Linked DNA regions of Gossypium hirsutum: region 2 is linked to region 1. Evidence: chromatin contacts called from public Hi-C data. All regions are on one chromosome and are shown on one strand. Each heading gives the region's core, a stretch centred on a gene start, on an enhancer-like site or on the middle of the called end of the contact. The rest is flanking DNA. Distances are from core to core; before and after follow the strand shown. Region 1 holds the start of LOC107909343 (nascent polypeptide-associated complex subunit alpha-like protein 2). Region 2 holds the start of LOC107912226 (DNA-binding protein BIN4).

The links. A called contact is a pair of places that touch in the nucleus more often than the background predicts.
Region 2: a Hi-C map of leaf shows a contact between it and region 1, with 2.9 times the contacts expected there. The contact joins the promoter of LOC107912226 here to the promoter of LOC107909343 in region 1. A contact is called at or near these places in 5 of 34 Hi-C or Micro-C datasets (hypocotyl, leaf and petal).

The regions. Positions count from the first base shown.
Region 1 is chrD08:38,465,151-38,473,081 of Gossypium_hirsutum_v2.1, forward strand. It overlaps LOC107909343 (nascent polypeptide-associated complex subunit alpha-like protein 2), which reads left to right and starts at 4,762. Exons shown (of 4, transcript XM_016836829.2): 1 at 4,762-5,061; 2 at 5,142-5,253; 3 at 5,481-5,599; 4 at 5,693-6,286. The coding sequence starts at 4,972. The coding sequence ends at 6,043. LOC107918131 (a long non-coding RNA gene) reads left to right here and starts at 2,548. Exons shown (of 3, transcript XR_001689938.2): 1 at 2,548-2,773; 2 at 3,941-3,988; 3 at 4,070-4,362. LOC107909329 reads right to left here. Exons shown (of 7, transcript XM_016836818.2): 7 at 6,940-7,877. The coding sequence ends at 7,162.
Region 2 is chrD08:38,885,478-38,893,408 of Gossypium_hirsutum_v2.1, forward strand. It overlaps LOC107912226 (DNA-binding protein BIN4), which reads right to left and starts at 4,418. Exons shown (of 12, transcript XM_016840311.2): 1 at 4,042-4,418; 2 at 3,656-3,833; 3 at 3,285-3,346; 4 at 2,692-2,941; 5 at 2,489-2,547; 6 at 2,351-2,404; 7 at 1,499-1,616; 8 at 1,135-1,181; 9 at 1,029-1,055; 10 at 835-910; 11 at 502-641; 12 at 103-378. The coding sequence starts at 4,089. The coding sequence ends at 277.

The sequences.
Region 1 (7,931 bases), core at 3,512-6,011:
AGTTCACAAGATAACATAGGTATGAGAAAGCTTACACTTGGAATTTAGAGTAAGGGTTTAGGCCATCACTAAATTCCAAAATAACGCATTGAATATGTCCACAAGAACTTATTCCAAACACTCACCAATTATGCTTTTGCTGAAAAGCTGAAAGCTCAAACTAGCTTTTACTTGCCTTTATCTCTACTCGTAGAAGGTCTTATCGAATCTGGAACTTCAACACAACAAATTCACACAACAACACATTCATACATCAACCAAAGACTCGCATCAAGCAATCCAAAAACACAAGCCTAAGTTAGGTTCTTTTTTACTGAAACCTTCGACATAGAGAACTTAAAATTTAAATATCTCGGTCTCTACTTAATCTTTTTGCCTAAAACCAATTTCGTTCATCTTATACTTCACCTGCGACTAATTCACAACCTTTAAACTACACAAAACTACTCAATTCATGATATCAAGTTTTTCGACATGTTTTTGGCTATTTTCTAAAAATTCATTAAAAAGTTAGAATTATTTAACGAAACTTTAAAGTAAGTTTAGAAATCTTCTAATCATGTCAAAACTAATTGAAAAATACTTTGAAACTATGTTTTTATCCAAAATCTCAAAATTCACCATTAACAACCCAATTTTTGACATTTATTTAAAACATGTTATTTAATGGCTAAAAACTTAGTTTTAAAGACTATATAACATTAGAAAATCCTAAGGAATTGAACCGTTACCTTAGTTGACGAAAATCCTAAAGTTTGTGCGAAAACCCAAAAAACTCGAAAGCTTGATAATGGAGAAAACTATGGTGATTTTGAGTGTTTTTCTTAGTATTTAATGGAGGTTTAAGGCTTGGGTGATGATAGAAATAAAAATATTAGAGTTTGAGAATCAAAACTTGAATAAGAAGATATTGGAAAACAAGGGACGGCAACCACAAAGGATGGAGAAGACTAACATGGGTTTTGTGAATATAAAGGGGGAAATAGGGTGAAAATTAAAAATTGATTTAATTGCCTTTTAAAAACTCTAAATTTTTACTCTTTTACAAATCAATCCTATTTTCGAAATTAAAGGTATTTAAAACTCATTTTCAGAAATTGATTTAATTTTCTAAAAACCATAGTAAAAAACTTATTACCAATAATTCATGTCACAAAATTCCGATCACTCTAAGGTTAAAATTTCTAAATTACCCCTAAAAATCCTAGGCCCTATTTTAGGGTGTTACATCATATCCCCCACGGACTTCTCAAGATTGACCACTCGTCCTTCCAAACCTAACAACATGTCCCTCGATCGACTTGTTTTCCTAGCCATCCCACAGGTCTCCATCAGCTCAGTCTAATCGGTAACTTCTTTCGTCATATCGACCGATGCCTTCACAACCTTGGATCGGGTACTAACTATAATGGGGATAGACCTTTCATCTCGTAATTCGTGTAGATTTAAACGATTTCTTCACTTCAAATGTGCCTAAGTCAACCTAACTCTTGTAAAGTAAAAATTATCGGTAGAAATTCTCTTAAGGCATCGGAAATAGAACAGAAGCAACTCAAAGACAAAAGAAAGCTTGAAAGAACCAAATAGTCGCAAAAAAGCAAAGCATACCAAGTGTTTGAGTAAATGCTCTTAATATATTCTTTAACTCAAAGAATATGGTATAATGGATGATTACAAATGAGGGAGAGACCCTCTATTTATAGTTGAGCTCCCCCAAATCCAAAGGTACAACTAGCTTTACATTGACGGACGAGATCGAAACATATCTACAATTAAGGGATTTATATAATCTCCAAGATTATAAAATCAAATCTTATTAGATTACAAATCTTCTATGATTACTTTCCCTATTTACAATGATAGCCTTAAATTTCCCTTAGTGTTTAACTAGGCCACCAAAGCTTCAGGTAGATGGACTTTGTCACTTGTTCTTCGAATCGAGCCAATTCATGTGAGTCAAATGAGCCCCATTTAATAGATTGACCTCCATGGAATGTTCTTTGTGCAATGGTCACTGGCTTTGAACCGCGACCCGTGACACAAGTATATATATGAAACTTGAATTGTTGTTCATATGTATAAATGCAACTTTGATTTTGGTTCAACTATACACATTTGAAGAAATGAATATATACATCTATTGCCATATTGGATTAATATAAATATTTTTGTATGCAATATACCAATGTAAAATGGTGCTAATTTAATAATGTTATAAATTATTTGTGAAAATTGAATCAAATCAAAATTTAGGTATAGCATTGCATATTGGATCAAAATTAATGTATAATTTTAATATTTATTCCTAATAGTAAAGGCTTAATTTCTAGTTTGAGGGAAAATTGAAAAAGACTCTTATATTCTTAGCGATAGACCTGTCCATGGGCCGAGCGGCCCAGCCCGGCCTGACGGCCCGCCCGAAATATGGGCTTGGGTAAAAATTTAGGCCCGTTTCAGGCAAAATTTTTTTGGCCCGGCCCGAAAATATATTAAATATGTTTTTATTTTTTATTTTTAAAATATAATAGTTTTTCATTTACTTTCATTTACTTTCATTTCCTTGACACTGATAGAGACAAAATCCCTAACCCTATCTATTGTGCTGTGCGGCTGTGCCTTCCTCCCCTTTTTTCCCATTTCCAAAATCGACAGAGTCTTCTAGTACCGATCCACCTCCACCATCAAGACCTCCACCGATCCACCTCCGGTCGGTTTGTTTATTCCCGAATCGCCAAGTAGAAGCAAGCATACAAGAACGAGGAGTTTGGTACAGGTACGGGTTTGCTCATCTTCTTCGGTTTCCTCGTTTTCATTCTCTTTATTAAAAACAACTGTTCTTTCAATGAATTTATGCATCAAAATAGCAATAACATAAATACCAAATGTAAAATAAAACGCATTAAAGCATCAAAAACCTTACCTGAAATGCAGACTAAAATCAAGAGTAGATAATGCTAAGTTCCCACTTTCTGCAGATTACCTACTCTTTTACCTCTCAAGATGATTCGCTTAATTTTAGTTACAAAACATACAGGCATGATGTGTTTTGTTTACTTAATTTTTGTTTTATGCATGTATTTAGTGGTTGATACTATGAAAATATTAGAGGGTAGAGTCAGTAGTGATTCATGTCAATGGAGGATATTTAATACAATTCTTCCTTTTTCTTAGAAACAGTTTGAATTAAAAATGGAAATCTAATCTAACATTCTTACTTCATTTCTAATTGCAGTTTTCTTTCAACTTCTTTCTACTGAAGTTACACACACTTCATTTGGGGCATCCTTTTGCTGAATGTTAACCAATGTTGACTATTCTAGAACTATACCACATCGACATATAAGAATGTTAAATTAGATAAAGCAAGTTCTGTGAAATTAATTACAGATTGAATTCACGTTAGAGGTTAGCTTTTTGGCCTCTTGAATTGCGAATTGGGTTTAGTTTATTCCTTTAAATAGGGTAACATATGCAGATAACATGTGCCAATGCTCTGCATGTATTTTGTGTACAATATTCTGGTTGAAATTAAGAATGGTTACATTCCCATATCATGCCCCAACTTTTGGGTTTAATTCAATTATGAAGATTTTTCCATTATAAAGGTCTTATTTTCTGTTTGTTTCTGTCTAAGTTTATAGAAGTGTATAATAAAAGTGTTGTTGAAATATATATATATTCCTTTCCATTTCTGTCTGTTAATCTATAATAAAAGTTTATATGAAATTTGTCAATTAGCTTTCTGTTAATCTATGATTCAATCAAATAATTAAGTGGTAAATGTTTGTTTATATGTTTATATCTGGAAATAAAGTTCTCAGAATTTTGAAATTGCATGGGACTCAAGTTTAATGAATTTATTATAATGTTTACTAAGATCACAAGCTTAGTTTATTCATTTAATCTCATCTTTTTTTTTTTTTGCTTTGTTTTATTGCAGAAACAATCGACATTGAAATCGATTTGGCTTACCTTAGCTTCCTTTCCTGTAAGCTTTCATTTACATTTTCTTTTTACAATTTAATTTAATTTGATTTTCCTTTATTTTACTTTGTACAACATTTTGCAGATTAGCAGATTTTCCCGTAAGCTAAACTTGCTTATCTACTAGTAGGAAAATAATGGGATTGAGAAATAAAGATGCTTCTATTTAAGATTTTGGATTGGATTTATGCAGTTTGAATTTCATTAATTTATTTTTTGGTACATATGTAATTTAGCTTATAGAATAAGTATGACTATCTCAGTCAATTGTTTAAACGCAAAGGATGTTTCTAGTTTAGGCTTATATTATATATTTAATAATTTTCCTATTGTTTATATATAAATTTGAAATCTAATAAATGTTTTTGTTCCATTCAATTCTTATTCATTTTTTGTTCCATACAATTAATACAATTAACAATTAATACAATTAATAATTTGATAAATTTACTAATCAAATGTTAGATTTTATTACAACAATTAATACAATTAACAATTAATAATTTGATAATTTTACTAAAAATTAATTTTAATAACAATTAGTTTTAATTTTATTAAAAAATAATTTTAATTTTAATGCAAAACAGGTCGAGCCGGGCCGGGCTCGGGCCCCATTTTTTTCCCAGGCCAGGCCTGGGCAAAATCTCAGGCCCATATTTCGGGCCGGAACGGGCCCGGGCCTGGTAAACGGGCTGAAATTTTTTATGGGTTCTGCCCGGCCAATGGACACCTCTACTTAGCGATATATAGAATACAAGGCATTGACGAGGGTGTGGTGGGTTATGTTACATTTTGGGTGGGAAGTGCACGGCAGACAAGAGAGATCCTGAAAACGGGCCTTAAGTGCAGCCCAATATATGTTAAACAAGAAACTAAACCCCGCATAATATCAGAAGTCGTTACTTATGAGTGTCCGCACTAAGCATTATTCATTCTTTATCCCCCTTGCTTTCTATCCAGCTTAAACCCTATCCAGCAACCATAAGAATGTCGCCAGGTCCCGTGGTTGAAGCAGCCCTCCCTGACACTGAACTCCTTCCTAATCCTTCCGCTGAGGAACCCCAGAAGAAGCCTTTGGTTCCGCCTCATTCTTTCTCTTCTTTAATTCTTTCTCACTCCCTCTCTCTTTTTGAGAGTTAATATTGTATCATTTGCAGAGCGAGGAGGAGGAGGCTGTGGTTGAGGACGTCAAGGAAATTGAGATAGAAGATGACGAGGAGGAGGAGGAGGAGGAGGAGGATGACGATGATAAGGAAGATAGTGCTCAGGGTTTCTCTCCTTCTCTCTTATTATTATTTATATTTCCTAATGATTTTAGTGATGCTTTATGAATTAAGAGAAGCTTTGCTTAATCTTTTTTTTTTGGAATTTTTATTACTTTTTGATGTACTTGGTGTTATTTCAAATCTTTTTTATCTAATTGTCTCATCTAAAGTTAGTTGTGTGGATATTTCTATAGAGCAACTTTTATAGTTTGATTGAAATATATGTTGCAGGTGCTAATGCCAGTTCAAAGCAAAGCAGAAGCGAGAAGAAGAGCCGGAAGGCAATGTTAAAGCTGGGGATGAAGCCTGTTACTGATGTAAGCAGGGTCACCATCAAAAGAACCAAGAATGTATGGTTTCTGTCATTTTCTTTTAAACCAGTTGAGCTTACTTGATGAACGGATTAATGAATGGTACTATGACCCAGTTTATCTTGGATTCAGATATTGTTTTTCATCTCCAAACCTGATGTCTTCAAGAGCCCGAATTCTGAGACGTATGTCATCTTCGGCGAGGCTAAGATAGAGGATTTGAGTTCTCAGCTACAGACCCAAGCTGCTCAGCAGTTCAGGATGCCGGGCTTGGCCTCTGTGATGGCAAAATCAGACACCTCTGCAGCAGCAGCTGGAACAGCAGCGGATGAGGAAGAGGAAGAAATCGACGAGACTGGAGTAGAGCAAAGGGACATTGACTTGGTCATGACACAGGCTGGGGTGTCGAGGAGCAAGGCTGTCAAGGCTCTCAAGACTCACAAGGGGGACATTGTTAGTGCTATTATGGAACTTACCACTTAAGTTGTTTTTCCTGTCTTGCAGTGCATTCTCTCAGGCTGTCGATGAGGTTGCTGAAGTTCGGAATTAGTATCAACATTCTAGTAGTTGCAGTAGTTGCAGCAGTTGAGCTAGGTCATCTTTAATATCTTTTTCTGATTTTAAATTTTCTCCCTGTTCATTATCAGCTTCCATGTGACTGATTGCTTCTTTACCCTTGGTGTAACAAAATTTTGCAATTTGATTCAACTTATTTTTGGCCCTTCAGAATATGCAACAACAGAATTTTTATATGATTTGATGATGAGAAACGAATTAATGTTTAGCTTCTTAATTTTGGGTAATAAGCTAATAACTTTTATTAGTTATGATTTTTGATATTTTACTTGAATGAAAAGTAGAGGGACTAAAATAATCAAATTATACTAATGAAAACGGATAGTACAAGGCCATCTGTATAATTTGACCAAACAAAAAAAAAAAAGGCCATTGCACACCGCTGTTAGCTTGGATAATGAAAGGTCTTCTATCATGAATCTGAGGATCATCTCTCATGCCAATCCAAGGGATCTTAATAGCCAATAGTGGCTGACCTCCAAAATAGTAAATTATTTTAAACTATAGAAACAACCCATCATTCTTTCATGTTTTCTACCTCAAGCTAGATTATTATAATTCAAAAAGAAACGAAAAAACCTAGTGTGTTGAAACAAATATGTCCATTTTCATATAGTTTAAATTTCATGCACCACTAAGATTTATGCAGTTTGATTTTGACAGGGTAATGTCATAACATCAGCTTCGGTTCCCGCTACACTATGCATGCACAGCAGCTGATATCTAAATGCCTAGCGGAAACCTATGTAGTTTCTGATTTTCAGTAGACCAATACCCAATATTTAGCAGCCACAAAACTATAATTGAAAGATAACCAACAAGGATTAAAAACCTTTAAAGAGTCAAACAAGAATAGAAAGATGTATAACAAGTTTATCCGAAGTAAGTTTTTAACAGCTCTTTTACAAGGTTGGAGAGCAGTATGTTCTGAGCAACTCAGAGTTGGAGTTCCACACACTTACAGATATGTTTATGAGAACAAAGTATTATTCACCACAGGATAACAACTTCGATCGAGTTTTGATTCAACTGTTTTGTCCTGAAAACTCCTCCTTCAATACATGTTCCCAGTCTGAAGAACAATTGTCATACCTACCTGAAGAGGAATGGTTTCCAGGAGACTGTATCATGAAGTCATGCTGGACAACTAGCTCTTCTCCTGCTTGGTTGGTCACATGATGCTGTGAAACAGGTTCTAGGTTAACACCCGATGTTACATCCTCTGATATGTCTTTATCAATGGGTATTTGCTTTGTCATTCCTGCAAATGGAAGATCAACAACCTCTGGAAGTAGTTTCCTTTCCACCTCATTTGGATCCAAATTGTCAAAGTCGCGATTTTTCAGAATTTGAAACCTAGCCATTACAGAGGCTTCACCATCTTCTGTCTGGCAGGCTATTCCTTGTACAATGGAGTCTTGAGATGACAGGCCTAGAGTAGAGTTGTCCTTTACTTCAGTTGCCAATAGGTCAACACCATCCAAATCCGGACAAAGCTTGGAGCTCGAAAGTTCATCAAGCTCTCTAGTATGAACAGAACTAGAATTGTTAAGCCGCTGTTTTAGTTCTTGAAATCTGGCTGTCACATCATCAGCATGGTAGCAAGAGCTTTTGATGGAAGAATTCTGGTTAGAAACAGCAGTAGGTGATTCACTCTCAGCTGATTGTGTTAATTTCTTATTGGTGTTTACTTGAGCAGAAAACTTAGAACTAGATTTTTTATCCTCATCTGATGCATCTTCTGACAAATGTAGAGCAAAACAAGTATAAACCTTATATCAGATAGACAAACTGA
Region 2 (7,931 bases), core at 3,168-5,667, 420 kb after region 1:
TCTACTTTGGGTGGCCTGCCTGCCCTCCTATGTGGTCCTTGTAGTATTGAATAGATCACATACCTTACTAGTCGAAGTCTCTCAACATGTATCCGTGCAAAATGCTTGTAAAGGCTGTCCTTCACTTTTAATTGTTTGAATAGTACAACAAATCTGATTCTTTTGGGCAAATGAAAATGCTAACTCAAGCCAATTAAAGAAATACAATATTACCAACCGCTAGCGTCCATAATTGGCAGCATATACAATAAAATTTCGAACAAAGATTTTGTCTGCTCATTTTTTGGCCTTGGGTTTCTTTGAAATGGCCTTCTTTCTAGCTTTCTTGGCTGGCTGCGACTTTCCTCCACCAGTTTTACCTCTCTTCCGTGACACCATCTGCAACAACACTTCCCTTATATTATATAAACATACAGAAATTCTTGCTATTAACAATAACAGCATTCTATTTTTGTCTAAGTAACAAAGGTGCAGTTTAGTAAAAATAGTTTGAATACATACAGATGTTTTGTCAGCTCTTCCTTTGGATTTCCCGTTCATTTGGCCGTCAATGTCCTCATTTTGATCAGTCTGATGAGGAATTGCCTTTGGCATCTTCTCAGCTTCATCCTCAGAATCAAATGAGAAGCCCTCTAGTGTACCTATTAATGCAAGATGATCAAATGTCAAGCTGGGAGCAAATTCTTCATGGAAGCAGTTACGTGAAAATATGAACCATAAAATCTTAGATTGAAGCACAGTTTGCTAGTTGGCCCCCAACCCACCGTCTCCTTTCTTCTCTCCACAAATGAATGAATAACTAAATTCAAAAATAAATAGCTAAAATAAGTGCACCTTCTACCATCGTTTCTGCTTCATAAACATTGGATTGTGGCTTTAGCTGAATGAAGTCGTTCATGATAGCCTCTATCTGAGAATAGAATATGAATTTGACAGGAGCAATAAACAAACCTAACAGCAACATCCAGGAAAATAACAAGCCTCTAACTGATCAAAGTAATACCAAAGTTTTAAGTTCTGGGACAAATCTTAGCCTCAGTCTGACCAAAGCTAACCTATACAACAAAAAATCTGGGTAAACATCAATTCAATCACAAATGTCCATAGAGAAAATGCAAGACAGAATTTACGCACAATGCAAAATGTTCTGCAAGGAACTATTGTTGTTTTGTAAATGGTTCCTGAGAAAGTACCAAGTAACACCAGACATGAGAGAAGAAAAATAAGGTCTTCAAACTGGAAGTGGAGCATAGCTAAGACTTAATCAGAAAAAGAGGTACAAAAAGATGAAGTTTAACAGAACACTTAGTAACTTGCTGAATTCGAGTGCAAAACAAGTCCAAGTTATATAGGCATGCATCCATGTCTGCATGTCTGTCTTTTACCCTCCCATTGTCAGTAACTCACCAACCATTCAGAGATGATAGCTTAAAAGTTCAAATATAAGATAAACAGTTACATCATCTAAACCTATCAAAAGCATTCAAACAACACATGCCTTTTAAGTCTAAGAACATCTCATGATTTTCAGATGCAGAACCAGAAACTACAATTCGACCAACAGCCCCCATATCGCCACTCAAATCTATGGAATCCCCTTCACACTCAACAAGTGCCTGCACAAACCACAAAATTCTTGTTAATGACTGGTTGGCTTCTTTTCACGGTAGACGTGATCACATAGAATTTATTAAGTCCAGAGGATCTAAGATCTCCTTAACACAAATATATTTTGTTTATTGGAGGCTTTCCATTTTAGCATACAATTATATAAATAAAAAATCAAACCAAACCTAAAGGAATTTAGAGTAAGTTTGGATGGGCGGTGCGTTTATTTGTAGTTCGTGTAAAAACAGCAATGGCAGTGAAATTAGATACCGTAGCGTGAGACAAAAAGTAAGCAAAACGCACCGTACCGCACCCAATCGCCCATCCACACCCACCCTTAGATTTTGAATTAAAATAAAGCATGAAGCTAAACCTAAATCCTTAAAAGTCCACAAGTAGAGAGACCAAATGTAACAGGATTTTCCCTTCTTCTTTTTTCTATTTTTGAAGAAACCAAATATACAAGTTAAGATTGGTTTCTAGGTTCTCTCAGGTTGTTTGTAGAGCTTTAGTGACTAAGAAAGTAACTAAATTAATAATCTTAGATTATTTCTGATTATAATCCTAGGAGCAATCACATCTTCCTTAATGATTTCCTGCACAATATAAAGGTTGAACTTCACAACAATTACAAGCAACTAAATGCAGTTCATCACCAATATAACCCTTTTTGAAACTCACAGCCTAGTCTCTAGTGAACTTGGTTGCAAATAAGCTATAACTATGACAAAATGTATCCTACCTTTGAGCGGTGAACTTTCTCAGACAGCACCAAAGGCAACCTTGAGGTAGAAACCTACATATCGTAAAATTTGAATAATTAAGTGACGAGGCCCAGATGACAAAAAGGAAATAACATAGTTTCTACCAATGGTCTTACATGAGGTTCAATGTGCTTTTCAAATGCCTCCTCGGCAGTTTCCACATTAACATCATTTTCTGTTAACATAACCCAACATTGCATGAAATAAATTAGGTAGCTTTATCACATAGTATCCTTTGCATCAGCTATTGAATGTTTTAAGCTAGCCAAACCCAATAAACGTTAAAATCAAACTTTACATTACAAATTCAGTATCATACCTGTTATCTTCGCATCATCTTTCACATTCTTCTCCTTTTTGGGAGTCTGACCCCTTGCTTTTACCCCCTTCTTTGGAGATTTTCCTTTAGAAGTCTTCTTTAGTGGAGACCTGTTGGCCCTGCCAGTCAGAACTGGATCACTTGCCTCTCCACTCTCTTGAGATAGAGACACTTTCTCCTTCCTTTGAGGAGAATGGCCAGGAAAAGACTCAGAATCGGATGATAACGTCCAAATCAAATGATTTGCTGCCTGTTCAACATCTAACCACTTTCATCAGCATCAATATTAACGGTGGTCCTCCAATCTAATCAGATTCATACCACGTTGGATATCTTTCTGTAGTAAATGTCTCAAACATATGAAGTAAAATTTACATTAAACTTTTATCATACTGTTAAATAAATGAAAATGGTTTTGTTCTACGATGAAATGATTCTTTCCAAAGCAAAATGTCTTTATTTTCATAAATTCCAAAACGATGTCTAAAATCAATTTTTTAAGTTTGATGACATTTTTGATGAACCATGAAATGCAATAATAAAGGAGAACCCTGATTTAAGCAATCCCAAGGCAATATAATGTGATACCGTACATGAGATCCCAAGTGATTCTCAGACATTTCTTCCGTAGCAACCTTTCCATCCTCCTCACTCCCTGCATCATTGCTAAAAGTTCATATTGCACAAGTTGTAAATAACGAGGTCAAAATCAAAGAAAGGGTTCAGAAATCAGAAGCTGAAATATTATATACTTTGAACAATTCATTAAAGCATCATTTCAGTTATTTGGAAACAACCCTTGCGTCAGTTCCTAACTATCATAGGAGAATTACTCCTTTTCTACCTTCAGAGTCCTTCTGAAATATTATATACTTTTAACAATTCATTAAAGCATCATTTCAGTTATTTGGAAACAACCCTTGCGTCAGTTCCTAACTATCAAGGAGAATTACTCCTTTTCAACCTTCAGAGTCCTTGAAGGCGTCGTTTTTCTTCTTTCCAGAAGGCTTTTGCTTTACTTTATCGTGGTTTCTCTTTTCCAATGTATCTTCTTCATCAGCATCAGTTTTATCAACCCTACGCGGGCTACCATTTGGCGAAGAATTGGAATCCGAAGATAATGTCAGCGTAGAAGTTGGTGCCTAAAAACAAAGCAAATTCTCGCAAACCAGTAAGAAAACAATGTAAAGGTGCAAGAGCTGGCTAACTGCTATACGGTTAAAAAAAGAAAAGAGAACAATCTGATTAAACCTCAAACTTTAGCCATGAAAATAATGGGGAAAAAGCATGGTGCAGAGTGTCAAACAAATAAAAACATTTTAGAAGCTAAAGAAAGCAGCGTAAATATACCTGAAAAGAGCGCAGCCAGTCTGGAGAATTTTCCCTGGAGTTGTTCATTCCGCACCAATTATTCTTCCCTGATATTAGATTATACAAATTTATAACTCAGCAGCAAGTATAAGCTGCGAAAACACAAAACAAAATCCAAAGAAAATGTTATCAGAGAAACCCTAAAAGCCTAATGTATGCACTGGGTAGCAGAACCAAACAAATTAAGAGTAATGCAACGGTGCCGGGTGTAGAATAGATCAAAGAGAAGAAAAAAAAACAGAAGAAGAAAGGAAAATGGAAAGTGATGAGTAGCAGAGAAAAAGAAACGGTTGAAATGAAAATGGAAGAAGAGAGACAGAAGGAACAAGAGAAACGGAAGGGGGCATATGGAGTTCTAGGCCCAATACCCTACAGACATGGATTCGATTTGAGGATTGAAACAGAGTTTTTGAGTTAGGGCTTTATTTACACTGGGCATTATTGGGCTCGGTGGAGGAGAGTTTGGGGCGAGGGAATTTGACCAGTTACATGATATTCAATCTTGGTGAAACTTTTTTTCTTTTTGTTTACCAGATAAATACATTGACATAATAATATGCCAATCAATAGTGCTATATCGGACTTGCTTCTCAACATACACAAACTTCCATTGTTTTCACTCAAAATCCTACTTTGGAGGCTCTTCTTGTCCATTTGCTTTTTCCTCAACACTCTAAAGTTGCTGCTCCCTTTTACTAACCAACTTTACGTCTATCAATCCGATTAATATGTTAAACTACAATATGCATGTAGTTTTGAAAATTGAAGTTTGAGAAAAAAATAAGAAAATCATATTTTTCTTATTTTTATTATTTTTATTTTTAAAAAATTTGATCTTTTTCATTATTTTTTAGTTCATTTTTATCTTTGATTTTTTATATATACTTTTTCTTTTTTTTAAAAAAAAGTAATATTTTTTTGAATTTCTATGGATTTTTAATAAATATTAATTTGTTTCCTTTAATTTTTCAATGTGATTGAATCGTATGGTTAAATTAGAATCAGAGGTCTTATTCGATCAATTTAACATCCAGTCTAGTTTTTACAACATTGATGTTAGCTTATATGCGAAATAAGCCATCATTGTATAAATGATCTAAGCTTTTTATTTTGAATATATAGACTTCTTTAATGGTTACATATTAGTTTATTTTAGACATTAGGTTTACAAAGTTGTTTAAGAGAAATATTGTAATTGATAGGTGTAATTAGGTGTATACAATCATAGTCCTTTTACGCTTATTTTAGTTCACTTTTGAGTAAAATCAAGTCGTTTTAGGATTAAATTGTGTTTTAGGTCATTTCTAGGTATGTTTGTTTTTTGTGTCATTTTTAGCATTTTGATCTTATTCTAGACTTTTGTTAATAGATTATGCTTAAAGGTGCACTTGTGAATGTGTAGGTGTGTAGAATGCTAAAGTGCACAACGATTTGAAGGTTCTTGAATAGAGAGTCATGCCACGATGTAAGGGATTGAGATAGCATAAGGTCAATAAGGCTGGAGATCGCAATGTTGATTGATTAAAGGTCACGACCTAACTCACTACTTGGTAATATCTTATAGCTTGGGTTCGATGACAGGATCGGATTATGAGTGTTACATTTAGTGGTATCAGAGCTACGGTTTAGTGGATTCTAAGACTGAAACATAGCACGTATGAGTCTAGAAATACATGTCACTTATAAAGGATGATTATGTGATACCTTCAGATCCAATTTGATTTTGGTTTTTCATATAGATAAAAGATTTTGGCTGAGTTTAATCATGCTGCACCTAATAAAGTAGATAGTAATGTTCCAAATCCCAAGCAATGAGCTTCTTAAGGTGCACCCTCGACTCAAAGGCATGGAAGTGAGGCGCGTGGTGCCTTCTTTCAAATGATGAATGAGTGGTATTCGGATTTCCTGTGAACTCACCCAGTGGATCTGCAACCTCCACCCCCTACTGTGCCACTCTCAACACCCTCCCGTCCTCAAGGTTTAAATTGGTAAATGTTCACAGACCCTCAATCGATAAAATCTAAAAATGTGGAGCTAAGAAATTCTAAGGGAAATGATATGATGATCCAGCTAAAACTGAGTATTGATTTGAAAACACACAATGAGTTTCCGATGAGATGATCTATTTCCCAAATGACTATTTGAGGTGTGTCGTCTCGTTATTGAAAGATGAGGCATATCAATGGTGGACTACACTGATCATAATGGTTCTAAAAAAAAGGAAACTGAGATTTTTTCCAAACTAAATTTCGAAAGAAATATATTAGTTCGTGGTATTTGGAAAAGAAGAAGAGATAGTTTCTCGAGTTAAAACAAAGAAACAACTCAATCGCTAAGTATGAGAGAGAATTTGTTCGACAGTACATATACTCGATAAATAGTTCCCACAAAAGCTTAAATTTACACTCACTTTGATTGGGGTTTGAATGAAGAAATTCAAATGTTGGTTGGAGCTCTTGAAACTAAGGAATTTGTTACTTTGGATGATAGAGCAGAGAAAATAGAAGCTATATGCAACGTAAAGAAGCAAGTTGAAATGAAACATTGAGATTCAGGCAAGCTGAGTACGTCTAGATCTTTTCTCATTCTACCGAAAAAGTCTAAAGTTGTTCCAAATAGGTTCATGCCTCCTTCTAGATATGCAGAGATAGATCGATCACGATATAATAATTCGAGACCTCAGACTACATCTGTCACCAATGTAGGTAGTATCTGGAATGTGGATAAGCCCGTATGTGAACATTGCGGTAAAAACCATTTTGGTGAATGTGGATTGAAGAGTGGGTTTTATTTTTTATATGGTTTAACGAAGCATTATCTGAGGGATTGCCCACATAAGATTGAAATTAGTTTAGAACAAGTTACCAAACCAACGACCATTTCACAAAGAGGCAGGAAATAGGGACATAGAAATAATGTGGGAGCTAGTCGCAGCACAACACACAAGGTGACTACAAGATCAAAAGGTCACGCGCCAGCCCAAGCTTACGCGATTCGGGCCAGAGAAGAGGTTGCTGCTCATGATGTGATTATTGGTACAATTTCCCTTTTTGATGCTACTGTTTGTGCTTTAACCGATCCTAGATCAACGTATTCGTATATATGCATTGCATTAATAATTAAGAAAAATATGCCAGTAAAGTTGACTGAGTTTGATACTAGAGTATCAAACCCTTTAAGTCAGTGCATAGTAGTTAATAAGATATGTGAAAGTGTCTACTGAAAATACGGGGTTATGAATTTCTTGCTGATTTAATGTTATTATCCTTTGACGAGTTTGATGTCATCCTTGGTATGAATTAGTTGACCGTACATAATGTCATTGTTAACTGTAAACAGAAGTGGATTGTGTTGAAATGTCAAAACGACGAATTTATTAATGTTGAACTCGATCGGTTGGATTGTTTTACCAATATTATAATAACTTTGATAGCTTAAAAGGTGTTCAGAACAGGATGTGAAGCATATTTAGCTTATGTACTCGACACGAGAGTGGTAAGAACAAAAATTGAGCAAGTCTCGACTGTGGAGAATTTGTAGATATATTCCCTAAATAATTACCAGGGTTAACACCAAAAAGAGAAGTGGAATTTGTAATTGAATTAATCCCTGGAACTACTCTAATTTCAATTGTTCAGTACAGAATGACTTCGACAGAATTGAAAGAGTTGAAAGCTTAGTTGCAAGAACTGATTAATTACAGATTCATCAGACCAGGCATATCACCGTGGGGTGCACTGGTTTTGTTTGTTAAAAAGAAGGATGGAACATTGTGATTGTGCATTGATTATCGATAGTTGAACAAGGTCACCATAAATAACAAATACCCTTTGCCGCACATTGATGACCTATTTGATTAGTTGAAATGA